Linked DNA regions of Macaca mulatta: region 2 is linked to region 1. The links are chromatin contacts, called in public Hi-C maps. All regions are on one chromosome and are shown on one strand. The core of a region is the stretch at or near the end of the contact, and the rest is flanking DNA. Distances in the headings are between cores, read along the strand shown.

Region 1 (7,162 bases), core at 1,099-3,598:
CTTATGAATAGATACTAATAATGTGAATTTCTTTTCTAGGTCAGACTTCAAAGCAGCAGTTATGCTTTGTTAAAAATCAACTAAGGGTAATTTTGTAACTTTTCCAAGTATACATTAAATAACATGACTTTACTTTTTTTTTTTTTAAAAAACACGGGGTCTCCCTCTGTTCCCTAAGCTGGAGTGCAGTGAACATAGCTCACTTAGCGCACTACACAGCTTACTACAGCCTCAACCTCCTGGGGATCAAGTGATCCTCCCAAGTTGCTAGGACCTCGGGGTGTGCCACCATGCCTGGCTAAATTTTTTTTTTTTTTTTTTTTTGAGTAGAGATGGGGTCTCTCCATGTTACCCAGGCTGATCTCAAACTCCCATGCTCAAGCAATCCTCCCGCCTCGGCCTCCCAAAGCACTGGGATTTTTATGCGCGTGACTCACTGCGCCCTGCCAATATGATTCTTCTTACTAAAATTTTATTCCAATAGTTTGTAGGCAAATTATAAAACTGCCAAACGGGCTAGTGAAATTTTTATTAGGTATGTCTTTATCAAAGTTGTAATAGTTAATTTAAAAATTTAAATATTTTTATTATTTATTTATTGAGACTGGGTTTTGCTCTTGTCGCCCAGGCTGGAGTGCAATGGCGCAATCTCGGCCCACTGCAATCTCTGCCTCCCGGGTTCAACCGATTCTCCCACCTCAGCCTCCCGAGTAGCTGCGATCACAGGCGGCACCACCATGACCGGCTTATTTTGTATTTTCAGTAGAGACGAGGTTTCACCGTGTTGGCCAGGCTAGTCTTGAACTTCTGACCTCAGGTGATCCGCCTGCCTGGGCTTCCCAAAGTGCTGGGATTATAGGCGTGAGCTACAGCGCCTGGCCAAAAATATGTTTTTTAATGCAAAAACAAAAACAACCACACGACATAGACTGTTCTTTTGAGAAGGCCAGTTACAATTTCCTTTTCTTAAACATTTCTTCATAAGGCATTGTTCACAATGTTAAATAAATTTACGCAAACATTTTACATAAAAGCAAATCATTCCTACATAAGGATAAAATTATCAACTGTTAGTTTTCCCTTAAAATAACATTCAGGAACTTACTTCTCCAACGACCAGTAGCAGGTTGCAAACAATGAATATATTCAGTAAGTCTCCTCTCAAAAGCCTTGAGATCTAGGTAGAAAGATGTCAATTTTCCAATTAGCCACTCTTACTCTTCTGACGAAATGTCACAGAGTATTTACCTAACATTAAGACGACACGTGAGACACTCTTAACTGCTTCAGGTCTTACACACTAACTTCCATGTATCACTGCACTGTTTATTTCATTTACTATGACAGCTTTTTAAGCACTTGACAAAAACATTAGAGTTCTTTAATTCCAATTTCTCATATAAGAAAACTTACTGATTCACTTTTAGAAGCTTCATAAAAATGGTATGGGGAGAAACTAAGCAGCTGCCTCAGCCAGCGCCAAAAGCGAACAATTTCAGGGTTGCAAATAAAATTAAAATCCAGTTTTAGCTCTCCGGGAACCAAGAACTTCCTATTAGAACCACGTAGTGCCTAACATCAAAGTCTTCGAGGTCTACCTGACTACAATTACCCGCCTGCTGTTTCCAGCTCTTATATTTAATTAATGGCTACGCTGTCTGGCCTTACTAGACTTCTTGACACTGATAGCGGGTGGGTGTGGAAAGACATTCCCCTTGCCCCCTCCGAAGGGGGTACAGGTGATCTTCGTGGCGCCCAGGCAGCGCCTAGTTCTAGAAGACAGGGGCGTCTAAGCTGCTCCGAGTGGTGGGGTATCCTTTCCGCAGTGGTGTGCTTTAAACTTTAAAACACCGAGCGGCACTTCCTAACCTTGGCAGTTACCGGAAACCACCGTAGGAATCAGGGATACAACTCGCGGGGCTGTGAGAATGAAATGAAATGAATTAGCAGGCTACAATGCACGGAGTGCAAGTGTCTGCCAATGAATAGAAAATAAAAATAGTAGCTGGCGAGGAGCTCAAAACCCTCTAGGCTTGTGGGGACAGAGGGAGCTGAGGCGCCGCCCCCCGCGTCCGGCCAGGTACGGCTGCCTCCGCGCCCCCAAGCTCCGGGCCCCGAGCTCCATCCTCTGCGGCCTCCTCCCCGGGCGGGGGTCTTCACGACGCCGGCCCCTCCGGAGCGCCGCCAGCTTCTGAGAGGAGACGTGGGACGGGCCCGGGCGGCCCACCCTACCTTCCGCCTGCTCCAGCGAGTTCATGTCTGGCGGCAGCTCAGCTCACCGCCGCGGCCCCGTCCGCATCGCAGCTTCCGCGGCCCCCGCCCGGCCCGCAGCGCCAACTCCCACCTCTAACCGCTCCCCGCTGCCCCTCCCCGTCGCACCGCCCCTTGCCTATACCCGCTACGCTCATTGGGTTCCTCTAGTAGACCGCCAACTAAGACGGCTTTCTATTGGCTATCTCTTGCACCAGCCTCGGAGCTTAGCGTTGGACTGTCAGCCGGAGGGACCAAGAACTCCCTGCGGCCAGGCTGGCGTAACGCTGGCGCCGCCTCCTGCCCCGGGGAGGAACTGCAGCCCTCCGAAGCCAGATCGTTCATTCATTTATTCCCCGTTCGCCGCTTGGTTCCTTCATTCCTCAAATGTTGATTGAGCGCCCACTACCTTCCAGGCATTATTCTGGTCGCTAGCGAGGGATACAGAAATCAAAGAGCTGGTTCTGTCCTCAAGGATCTCAAGGAGTAATGAAATCTGTACAGAACTAACTAGAACCCTAAATAACCAGCTTCCTTAATTATGGTATCCTAGATAACCAACTCCTTAAGTAAACACTTCTCTCTTGGTTACTTTCTTCTCACGTCACCTAACTTTCATAATTCATAAATGAGGCAAAGTATAAGCCCAAATACCTATAGCTTAAGAAGAGATCTGTAAGGATTTGACTACATTTATATTTGATCACAAGGCCTGCTTGTTCATTTATTGGTGGCATTCTTTCATTCAAAACCATTTTATTGCCTAACATGCTAGACACTGTATTGATACGGGTATGAGCCAGATAGACAGGATTCCTGCCCACAAAGAGGAAGGGTTACAGCAGGCAACAAACAAGCAAATAAGAAATTTATTTCAAATAAGAATACTTTTGTTAAAATGGAGATCCTGGCCGGGCGCGGTGGCTCACGCCTGTAATCCCAGCACTTTGGGGGGCTGAGGCGAGTGGATCACTTGAGGTCAGGAGTTGAGACCAACCTGGGCAACATGACAAAACCCTGTCTCTACTGAAAATACAAAAAAATTATCCAGGCGTGGTTGTGCATTCCTGTAATCCCAGTTATTTGGGAAGCTGAGGCACGAGAGTCACTTGAACCCAGGAGACAGAGGTTGCAGTGAGCCACTGCACTCCAGCCTGGGTGATAGAGTGACACTGTCTCAAAAAAAAAAAAAAAAAAAAAAATCCTAAGACTGATGGACTAGATTTTTTTGTGGCAGTAACATACCAACTTATAAACAAGACCTAAGGTCCTGCCAGGCAAGGGTTAAGTCACTCACCCAGACGCTTAAAGAATAAACTATGTTCTAACTGCCACAATGTTCGTTTTTTTCCTCTAGCAGCTAAACAAGCAATATTAAAACAATTGCAGCTTACTAACTACCAGTCACTGACTAACTGATCCCTTTGTTCCACAAGCCATAACTCCTGCTTTGATTAGACAAGAGACTGATTTCAGTAACTTTCTCCTGATAAGAGACCACTCACCAAAGACTGGCCCTAGCCGGTTTGCAGAGGCTGCACACTGAGTGCCTTTATGTTCTCTACTTTGCCTTTTGACATAATGCAATTAAATATTAAGTCTCTACCCCACAGTGAACATGTGACCCACGTAACATGCATGTTTGTTTGTTATGCATGTGTGCACCCCTCTTTCCTGAATATTCATAGCTTCTCCTATAACCTGTTAAATATGTATACTTGGCCAACCCATTTGGCATAAGTTCCTGCTTCACCCTTCTCTCCTTCAAAGTGCCTGCTTTTGGTCTCTGCCAGAGACCATACTTCCCAGCTTATCAGGATGGCCAGCCTGCAGGCTCCAACCCTTCAGAAATAAACCTCTTCAGGCCGGGCACAGTGGATCATGCCTGTAATTCCAACAATTTGGGAGGCTGAAGTGGGAGGATCACTTGAGTCCATGAGTTCCAGCCAGCCTGAGTGGTCTCTGCAAAAAACAAAAAACACAACATTTAAAAATTAGTTGGGCGTGGTGGCATGTGGCTGTGGTCCCAGCTACTCAGGGGGCTGAGGGCGGAAGACTGCTTGCGCCTAGGAGTTCAGCGCTGCAGTGAGTTATGATTGCACCACTGCACTCCAGCTGGGGCAATAGAGCAAGACCCTGTCTCAAAAAACAAACAAACAAACAGAAATAAAGCTCTCCTCCCCAAATTTATGAACCTCATGATTCTTTAGTTGACAGTTCTATGAAGGGAGTAACAGTAATAGGGTACAGTGAGACAAAGGAAGGTTAGCAGGAGCTCATGCTCTGGGAGGGCTTCATGAGGCAGAGGCATTTGAGCTGAGAACCAAAAGATGGATGAGAAGAATCCAGCCGGCCGGGCGCGGTGGCTCAAGCCTGTAATCCCAGCACTTTGGGAGGCCGAGGCGGGCGGATCACAAGGTCAGGAGATCGAGACCACAGTGAAACCCCGTCTCTACTGAAAATACAAAAAAAAAAAAAATTAGCCGGGCGCGGTGGCGGGCGCCTGTAGTCCCAGCTACTCAGGAGGCTGAGGCAGGAGAATGGCGGGAACCCAGGAGGCGGAGCTTGCAGTGAGCCGAGATCGCGCCACTGCACTCCAGCCTGGGCAACAGCGTGAGACTCCGTCTCAAAAAAAAAAAAAAAAAAAAAAAAGAGAAGAATCCAGCCATGCAAAGATGAGGGCTAGGAAAGTTCTAAGCAGCACCACAATTTTCCCCCATTGGTATTTTGTGTATTTAATTCATCCTCAACCTTCCTCCTTCCCCTTTGTCAGCAGAATTAATTGACACTCCCTACCACTTCATTTTGAAGGTTCCTCTACTATAGCACTTTTCAGTTTTCCATTTAAGGAGCCTTCTTTGGGACCAAACCCTTTCCATGCGTTATCACCCTTAACCCTTTCAGGTGATATTTTTTTAAACTGTGGGTTGAAATCTATGAGAGGTTGGTAAAATCTATGTACTGAGTCATGACTATTATTATTATTTTTAATTTTTTTGTGGGTACATGGTAGCTGTTTATGGGGTACATGATGACTACTTTTTTTTTTTTTTTTTTTATGAATTAAGGCCAGGCACTGTGGCTCACGCTTGAGACCAGCCTGGGCAACACGGCAAGACCCTATCTCTACAAAATATACAAAACATTAGCTGGGCATGGTGGTGTGTGCCTGTGGTCCCAGCTACTTGTGAGGCTGTGGTGGGTGAATCATTTGAGTCCAGGAGGCAGAGGTTGCAATGAGCCGAGATCACACCACTGCCCTTCAGCTTGGGTGACAGAGTGATACCCTGGCAAAACAAAAAACAAAAAACAAAACAAAAAAACACTAAAAAAACTTAATTGGAAGTTAGGATGTGTGGTTTCATGGCCCGTTGTTTCTGTTGTGTGTGGGTATGTGTGCATGCTCACCGTGTTCTCATCACAGTACAAAGCATATACCTGAGCGTACCAGTTAAAAGAAGTTTGAAAGTTCGAAAGTCATCAAGGCCCATTTCACAACAGAGAAAGTAAGAATCAGTTTGCCCGAATCTCACAATTATTGTCATAGCCTGAATTTAAGCCCTAAGTCAAACTACCCCTTTTGACTTCTTGCTCAATGTTCCATTTCTCCATCTCCAAGTCTAATTCATCACATTTCCCTTCGGCACGCAGCAGTGCTTAGAGAATGGCTATTGAACATCTGTTATATGACAGGCTCTCCTGGGCTAGATCCTGGGTAGGTGAGGAGTGAAGACAGACTGATGAATAGGGCATCGCAAAGCATTGTGGTGAGTGGAAGCTTTGCTAACTTGCCTTCAAAAGGGACAGTTCTGTTAACTGCAGGGCTTTTGTTTGCCTGAAGGGGGTGTGCAATTTTCTAGCAAGAGCTTGGGACAACAGAGGGAACAGTAAGAGCTACCTCCTGGGGTGTTGCTTCTCTATCCTTCACTCTCAACTGTGTTAAAATAAATGTTGAACATGCTTTTGAAAGGGCGTATGTTATTCGCCTGTCATTGGCATCTACATTTATGGATAGAGGGATTGGGGGACATAGGGGAGGGAGACAGGAAAATACGGTCTCATAGTCAGGTTAAGGAATTTGGACCATGAGGTAGTTGGAGAGATGAAAAGGAACGGATTTCAGAACTTCATATACATGAGACTTGGCAAGGAGAAGATAGTAACACATATTTAAGGAAGACATGTTCAGGCACTAGGGTATGAGCTGAGGGTGCAAAGATCTGTAAGACTCACTCCTACTGTCTATAAAGGCAGAGTTTATTGTAAAAACAAAAGAAGACAAAACACTAATGACCCTTAAAACAGCAGTGATAAGATGAAGATCAGTTGCTAAGAGAGACAGTCTATAAAATAGCTAAAGTAGGTTATCTTTTACTAGGGGGTTGCCACTCTGCCTTTTATTAGTTCAGGAGCATTAAATCTTCTTTAAACCTCACAACAACAGCTCTATGAGCCAAAGGGTGCTATCAAATTCATTTTAGAGATGAGTTTATAGATCAGTAGATGAGTTGATCAACCCTGAACCCTGTAGCTGGAGATACATTCTTTCTCTCTCGTTCTCTCTTTCCACGTGGTACATCAGATCACACAGCAAACCCTATTAGCTCTACCCTCAACATATATTAAACATTTCAGCCTGGACAACACAGTGAGACTGTGTCTCTGAAGAAAATAATAGTTGGACATGGTCCCAGCTACTGGGAAGGCTGAGGTAGGAGGCTTACTTGAGCCTGGAAGGTTGAAGCTGCAGTAAGCTATGATCACACCATTGCACTCTAGCCTGGGTGACAGCAAGACCTTGTCTCAAAAACAACAAAAACAACAACAAAGAATCGCTTCCCACCACCTTCACTACTACCTGGCCCACAGCACCATTTAGGCTTGATTACTACAGTGGCCTCTAACTGGCTTC
Region 2 (6,848 bases), core at 3,113-5,612, 350 kb before region 1:
CAGGGAAGAGAAGCAGGGACTGGGGGCAGGAGGGAGGAGGGGGCAGGGGGATGGGGCTGGAAAGAGAATGAGGGCCAGATCTGGCCCTGAAAGCCAAGGTGAAGATTTGGCTTTGACTCCGAGTGAGACAGAGAGCCACGAGACGGTTTTGAGCAGGAAAGTGACATTCACAAATATTTAAAAGTTAGTATTAGCAGCTGATATTTATTGACCATTTACTATCTACCATATCAGGCATTACTCTCGGCGCTCTGACCGCGTTACCTTCTTTCATCCTTACAACCACCCTGTTGCAGCAGCACACCCGATGACCTCACCCTAGTTCCAAAGTTCAGAGATAGGCAGCCCTCTCAGGACATGCCAAGGTCACAGACCCAGTAAGCGTGACCCCAGGACTCAAGTCAGCTCTGTCTCACTCACTCCAGAGCTGATGGGCTTCCCTGGCCTGGATCCCAATTCTGACTCCCACGGACTAGCCATGTAGCAGGCAATTGCTCTCTGATCTTGACTCCACCCCAACAGTGGCTTCTCCACCCTGGCAGTGGAGGCCCCGGGAAGGCCCTGGAACATGAAGACCTGCTGTCAATCCCAGCTGTGTGGCTTTGGGCAGTCCCCGCCCTTATGGAACCTCAGATCCATCCTCTTTAAGATGGGCAAATATATCCTCCTTCCGGAGTGGCAGGAAGGACACTGAGCTCAGGATCCAGGTAGGTGACAGATGTGGAACAGGTGCCAACAGTGTTCTCTAAGTTATTCAGCCCTAGAGTTTTGGGGGCTGCCTTCTGGGGATTTAGGGATATATATGTGAGGCTTGGGCCACCCTTGGAGAAGAAGGCAACCATTCTCTCTCCTCGATGAGGGAAACCGGGCTGCAAGGGCACCAACAGAGGCCGGCAGAGTAGATGTAGGACTCCAGGTAGGACTAACCAAAGTGCAGAGCCTGCTTGGTCCTCTCCCCAAGATCATCCTCTTCCTCCTCTGCCAGCAAATACACACGAGCAGAGCGGCTCCATCTTCTCCTGCAGTGCAGCTTGTTGCTGCCAAGAAACCTCCCCTTCACAGCCCAGTTCAGGATCCTCCCCCTACCCAGGTATTCCAAAATCTGAAGTTTCACCATTAGAGAGCTATTCCAACGAGTTAAGCAGTCGTGTTTTATTTGTCAATTTCTCCTTGTATATTTAGTTCCTCTAGACCCACAAAAATCCATAAACAGCAAATAACAACTATTTCCATTCTTTACTTTTTTTCTTTTTTACATTTTTTTAATTGAATAGAGATGGGGTTTCTCCATGTTGCCCAGGCCAGGCTGGTCTCAGACTCCTGCACTCAAGCGATCCTCCCGCCTTGGCCTCCCAAAGTGCTGGGATTACAGGTGTGAGCCAGTGTGCCTAGCCTATTTCCATTCTTAAATTATCTTCTGATCTTTTTCAATGCACAAACCTGCATATAGGAGCACATGCATCTTCTCTGGAATTTGTTTTAATTTAACATGATTCCAAACATGCAGGAAGGGTCGTTGGAGATGACCTAGCCCTCTTTTCCAAGAGCAATGTGGCATAGTGGTTAGAAGGTAGGGTTTGGAGGTAGGCAGACATGGATTGAAATTCCAGGTAGGCAAGGTGTGTGACTTTGCAGAAGCCACCTGACTTCTCCAGGCCTCAGTTTCCTCACCTGTGGAATAGGGATAACAGCACTCTTCCCACAGACCAGAATACGGATACAAAGGGGTGATGTGTTCATCGCCTTAACCAAATGCCCTGCACAGGCAACTGCTCAATTAACAGTAGCTGTTGTTACTGTCACTTTAGTCCTTCTTATTGAGATACGTGGCATGCTTAGAAAGTTTCCCTGCTTGCAATGATATCCGTATAAGCCATGTATTCCTATGTAACAAATTACCCCAACACTTAAGTAACATACATGTATTAGCTCCCATTTTCTGTGTGGGGAGAAGTCTGGGCACAGCTTAACTGGGTCCTCTGCTTCTGGGTCTCTCACAGGGCTGTGATCAGGATGTCAGCCAGGGCTGAGGTCTCATCTGAACGCTCCACTGAGGAAGGATCCACTTTGAAGCTCACACGGTTGCTGGCAGGATTCAATCCTTCAAGGCTGTTGGACTGAGAGCCTCAGTTGTAGCCAGATGTCAACTGGGGGCTGGCCTCAGCTCTTTGTCACATGGGCTTCTCCAGCATGGCAGCTTGCTTCATCAAAACATGCAAGCCAAGAAGGCAAGAGAGACAGTCAGCAAACAAGACTGAAGTCTTACGTATCCTCATCACAAGAGTGACGTCCATCATCTTTGCCATGTTCTATTGCTCTGAAGCCAGTCTCTAGGCCATTCCACATTCACTGGGAGGACATGAATGGCAGCAGGCGGAAATCTCTGGGGGAGTCTCCCCGAACCAGGACCGTACAGCTCAACTAGCATTTTCTGGTGCCTTCTATGTGCCTTCATGGTATTAGTACTGGGAATTTAAAACTAGGTGAGTTTGGGCTTCCACGTCCAGGAACTTTTTTCTAGAAGGTGTTTTCTGCTTCATGCTCTTATTCACTTTCCATTGCTGTGACCACTTTGTGACCTGTGTACAATCACTCTTGAGAGGGAAGGGAAATTACTAACTCGATAGGATGGATGAGTTCACCAGACCTTTTTCCTCTGAGGGGCATTTGGACAGTAGTAGTCACTGTGCCAGATGCTGTAAGTACCAATGAGGTACCCAGGGTGATGAGGAGCAGACAGGTAAACCCACAGGTTGAGCCTGGAGCAAGGCAATGCCACAATAGAAGCTACAGTGGGAGTTGGCATAGTGGTTCTTCTTAAAGCAAAATAAGTTATAGACAATGGCTGAAAAGCTGAAACCAAGCTTTGCCCCATGCTTAGGGGGCCTTGCTGGCTTGATTTCAGAGCAGCAGAAGTTCTCTTCCCCAACACAACCCCTCTTTCCACAGCCTGATCTCTACCTCACGGACACCAGAGAGGCTTGTTATAGGGAAACAATAGACATACACTTTTAGCTTTCATGAAAAAGCAACTCTCTTCATTAGAAGAATCTCATCTTCCCTGGCTAACCATAGAAGTCCGGCAGGGACTGCCAATCACAGACTCCACTTCTCTTGGCCAAGGGGGTTGGGGGGTAGATTTGGCATCTAGGCTAAATCAATCTCCCATCCCCTGTCCCATAAAACATGTGACACAAGCCAAGCCAATCAGAGTCCTTCCCTGGGACTGTTTTCCGGGTGAAGCTGACAAGAAGAGATCTTTTTCCCAGTTGGTCAGGACACTATAAAGAAGAGGCCTCAGAAGCAGATGGGGGCCATGTTTCCAGCCACATAGGAAAGAAGGGGGAAGACGGAGACCGATTGTATACAGAGAGACAAGAGAGAGAAAGAGCTGGCATGCCAGTCAATAGCATTACATCCTTGGTTCCTGTCTTCCCTCTGGCAAGCTTTATTCTTGCCCTTCCTAGACATGTAAACCAATAAATCCCTTTTCATTTACTTGAAATAATTCAAATTGGTTTCTATCACTTGCCAACAATAGGGTCCTAAAATATAAGCCTATAATTTCACCACTGAAGTTCAAGGTAAAGCTACAAATCTTCCTGGGAGAGGTGATTCATGGGTCCAAATTCTTCCTGAAGTATAAATGACTGATGACAGATCCTTTCTTAAGAGGAGACTATAATTATGAGCTTATCTGAAAACAGACAAAGCACCATACAGCTAGAAGTAAAGACAGTCGAGACATCTGGAAATCTTCACCTATCAGCACATGAGATTTTTTTTTAAGATTAGAATCTTCAGTCACCAATGTGCTGAGTTTGCTGGTTCAGTCAATATTGTAAAAGGGAAGAAACAAGCAAGGGAAAGTGGAAAGAAAGGAAGAGTGGGGGAAGGAGGAAGGGTAAAAAAAGAAAAGGGAAAAAATAGTGAAGGAGACAGGGAGAGGAGAAGGAAGGGAGACGCGGGAGGAAGAACAGAGAGAGGGAAGGCTTGAAGGGAGGCAGTAAGTAGGGAAGGAAGAAAGGAAGGAAGGAGGAAGGGAAAAAGAAAGAGAGACAGGGAGGAGAAAGAAGGGAGGGAAGGGGAGAGGGAGGGAGAGACACACAAAGACAGAAACAAGACAGACAGATTGAGGGCAGAAGGAGGAAGGAAGACAAACAAGATTCTGAGCGGTAGATCCCGCCCCGGCCCCGCCCCAGCCCCGCCTCGGCCCCGCCCCGGCTCCGCTCCCGGCCCCGACTCCGCCCCCGGCCCGCGAGCTGCAGCGCCACCTCCGGTCGCCAGGGGCCGCCACCGCAGCCGCCGGCACCCTGCACGCGCGGCGGGCCCTCTTTCCCGCCTCTGCTCCGGCCGCTCGCCCCCCCGCCACCGCTCTCGGGCTCCGACCGGTCTCGCGCGCCGTCTTCTCGAGAGGGGCCTCGCGCCGCCCGGCGCGCGCCGCCCCCCTGCCTCGCGGCGCGGGGTCTCGCGGGCCCCGCTCCCGCCCTCCGCTCGCCTGGCCCGGACCGGAAGCGGCGCCGCACGGCCTGGGCCTGGCGCGGGGGGCGGGCACCGGGGCCCGGTCGGACATGGGCAAGAAGCACAAGAAGCACAAGTCGGAGAAACACCTCTACGAGGGTGAGGAGTGGGCCGAGGTGCGGGCGGTGGGCTCTCGGCCCCTTTGCGGGGCTTCCGCTCTTTCCCAGTGGCTTAGGGGCGGCCCAGGGCCCTTCCCTCCCACGGCAGGCCCAGGCCCGCGAAGGGGGCGCGTCCTGCCCGAGGCCGCGCTGCCCCCCGTGCGGCGGCGGCATTCGAACCCGGGTCCCCCTGGGCCGGTGGGTCTCTGGTGGGGAGACGTGAGGCGGCCCGAGAGGCGTGGGAGCGTTCGGGGCGGGCGGTGCCGCACCCCCGGGCCGGGCTCTGTCATTCAACAGGTGCTTCGCGGGGCGCCCAAAGCCACTTCGGCGTTGCTGCGCCTTCGCGCTCTGCATCCTTAGCACTCCCTGGAGAGCCCCGACTTTAATCGACGCGCTTTCTTTTCTTTTCTTTTTTTAAGAGTATGTGGAGAAGCCCTTGAAGCTGGTTCTCAAAGTAGGAGGGAACGAAGTCACCGAACTCTCCACGGGCAGTTCGGGGCACGACTCCAGCCTCTTCGAAGACAAAAACGATCATGACAAACACAAGGACAGAAAGCGGAAAAAGAGAAAGAAAGGAGAGAAGCAGGTTCCAGGTGAAGAAAAGGGGAGAAAACGGAGAAGAGTTAAGGTACAAGTGGTTGCATTGCTTTGGCTTTGCGGACGGCACCGCCTCCTCCAGCTACCAACCTCACTTTATTTTCTTTGTATCTGGGGAAACTGAAACGCCTCTAAGATCTGGCTCATTTGAAGAGGAGCAGGACAGAATAGAGACATGAATCATCTATGAGTCTCAGCAAATCGTTTTTGAATTATACTCTTAGGCAATTGTACTCGCACATCAGGTGAGGAAGCAGCTAAGCCCAAATTTTCAGGAGCTGCTTCAAAGAATGCTTTTTCCGTCTAGGCAGGGTAAAAAGTCATGCTCAAGAAAGCCTCAGTGTTCGAGGTTTGTCAAACAGAGTCATTTCAGAAGTGAATGGGATCTACTGGGATTTAAATTTTGTTCTGAAATAAATATTATAATGCCAAATCTGTAATGAGCAACTTTAAATCTTTTAAAACAATGTTGTAGTCTATTGAGAAAGTTTGGTCAGAGATCTGTAATGGAGATTGATATTCTTAACCATTTGCATTTAACAGAAAAGAATGAGTAGCTGCCATCTTGGTTTGAAAGCTGGGCAGAATAATTAATGGCTGGGCGCAGCAGCCCACGCTTGTAATCCTAACGCTTTGGAATGCCGAGGTGGGAGGATTGCTTGAGGCTGAAAGTTCGAGACCAGCCTGGGCAACATAGCAAGGCCCTGTCTCTACGAAATAAACTACGAAAATTTCTAGAGCCTGGTGGTGTGCACCTGTGTCCCAGCTATTCAGGAGGCTGAGGCGGGAAGATCGCTTGAGCCCAGGAGTTTAAGGTCACAGTGAGGTGTGATCACACCACTGCACTCCAGCCTGGGCAATAATATGAGACTCTGTCTCTAATAATAATAACATTGTTATTACTGTTATTAACTTTCCAAATTTGACCTGCCACTGAATGACTCAGTAAATCAATTATTGTGAAGGTAAATTTTCATAGGTTAGTTATATAACTTATGTTTGTAAATACAACAGGAGCTTTCTCTTACATGTGATTGAACACATTGCTAAGTCACCAAGTCTTAGAGATCTTATTTTGGGGATTTCTTAAGTCTATTCCTTCCCTTTTGTCCCAGTTTTTATTAGCTTTGGCTAGGTAGGAGTAATGTTTTGTTTTGTTCCTTAAATTATAAAACCCATATATGCATTTGATTTTTTAAAAGTAGTTCATGTGGTACAAAAGTACACAAAATGAAAAAAGTTTTCCTCACCGCAATCCTTCACATAGACTCCCTCTTCAGAGGTAACCAATTGTTTTTTTTTTTTGGTTTTTTTTTTTTGGTTTTTTTTTTTTTTTTTTGATTAATAGTAGTAAAGTAATGCGTGAAGATGGTTTTTAAAAGTCAAGAGTACTACACAGCTTTTTGACACAAAGCAGGCTGCTGCTCCACTCTGGAGTTGTACTTCCTACACTTTTTAGTATTTTTCCTTGCCTACTTATCTCCATTTCGAAATACAGATTTATATTTGCTGATTTAGCAGTTTATATCTTCTACTGACATCATGTTATGGAAGGTGAGAATTCAATTTCCCTTGCTCAAGATATAGGTACATCACAATTATTGGTTAAATTAATATTAAAGCGATTGTAGA

The links. Hi-C and Micro-C count contacts between places; a contact is called where the count stands out from the background.
Region 2: a Hi-C map of blood shows a contact between it and region 1, with 3 times the contacts expected there. The contact joins the promoter of BRD7 here to the promoter of CNEP1R1 in region 1. A contact is called at or near these places in 2 of 14 Hi-C or Micro-C datasets (blood and cortical neurons).

The regions. Positions count from the first base shown.
Region 1 is chr20:45,460,407-45,467,568 of T2T-MMU8v2.0, reverse strand. CNEP1R1 (CTD nuclear envelope phosphatase 1 regulatory subunit 1) reads right to left here and starts at 2,348. Exons shown (of 6, transcript XM_015126091.3): 1 at 2,233-2,348; 2 at 1,106-1,177. The coding sequence starts at 2,257.
Region 2 is chr20:45,817,521-45,824,368 of T2T-MMU8v2.0, reverse strand. It overlaps BRD7 (bromodomain containing 7), which reads left to right and starts at 4,362. Exons shown (of 18, transcript XM_077985626.1): 1 at 4,362-4,620; 2 at 5,039-5,247. The coding sequence starts at 4,572.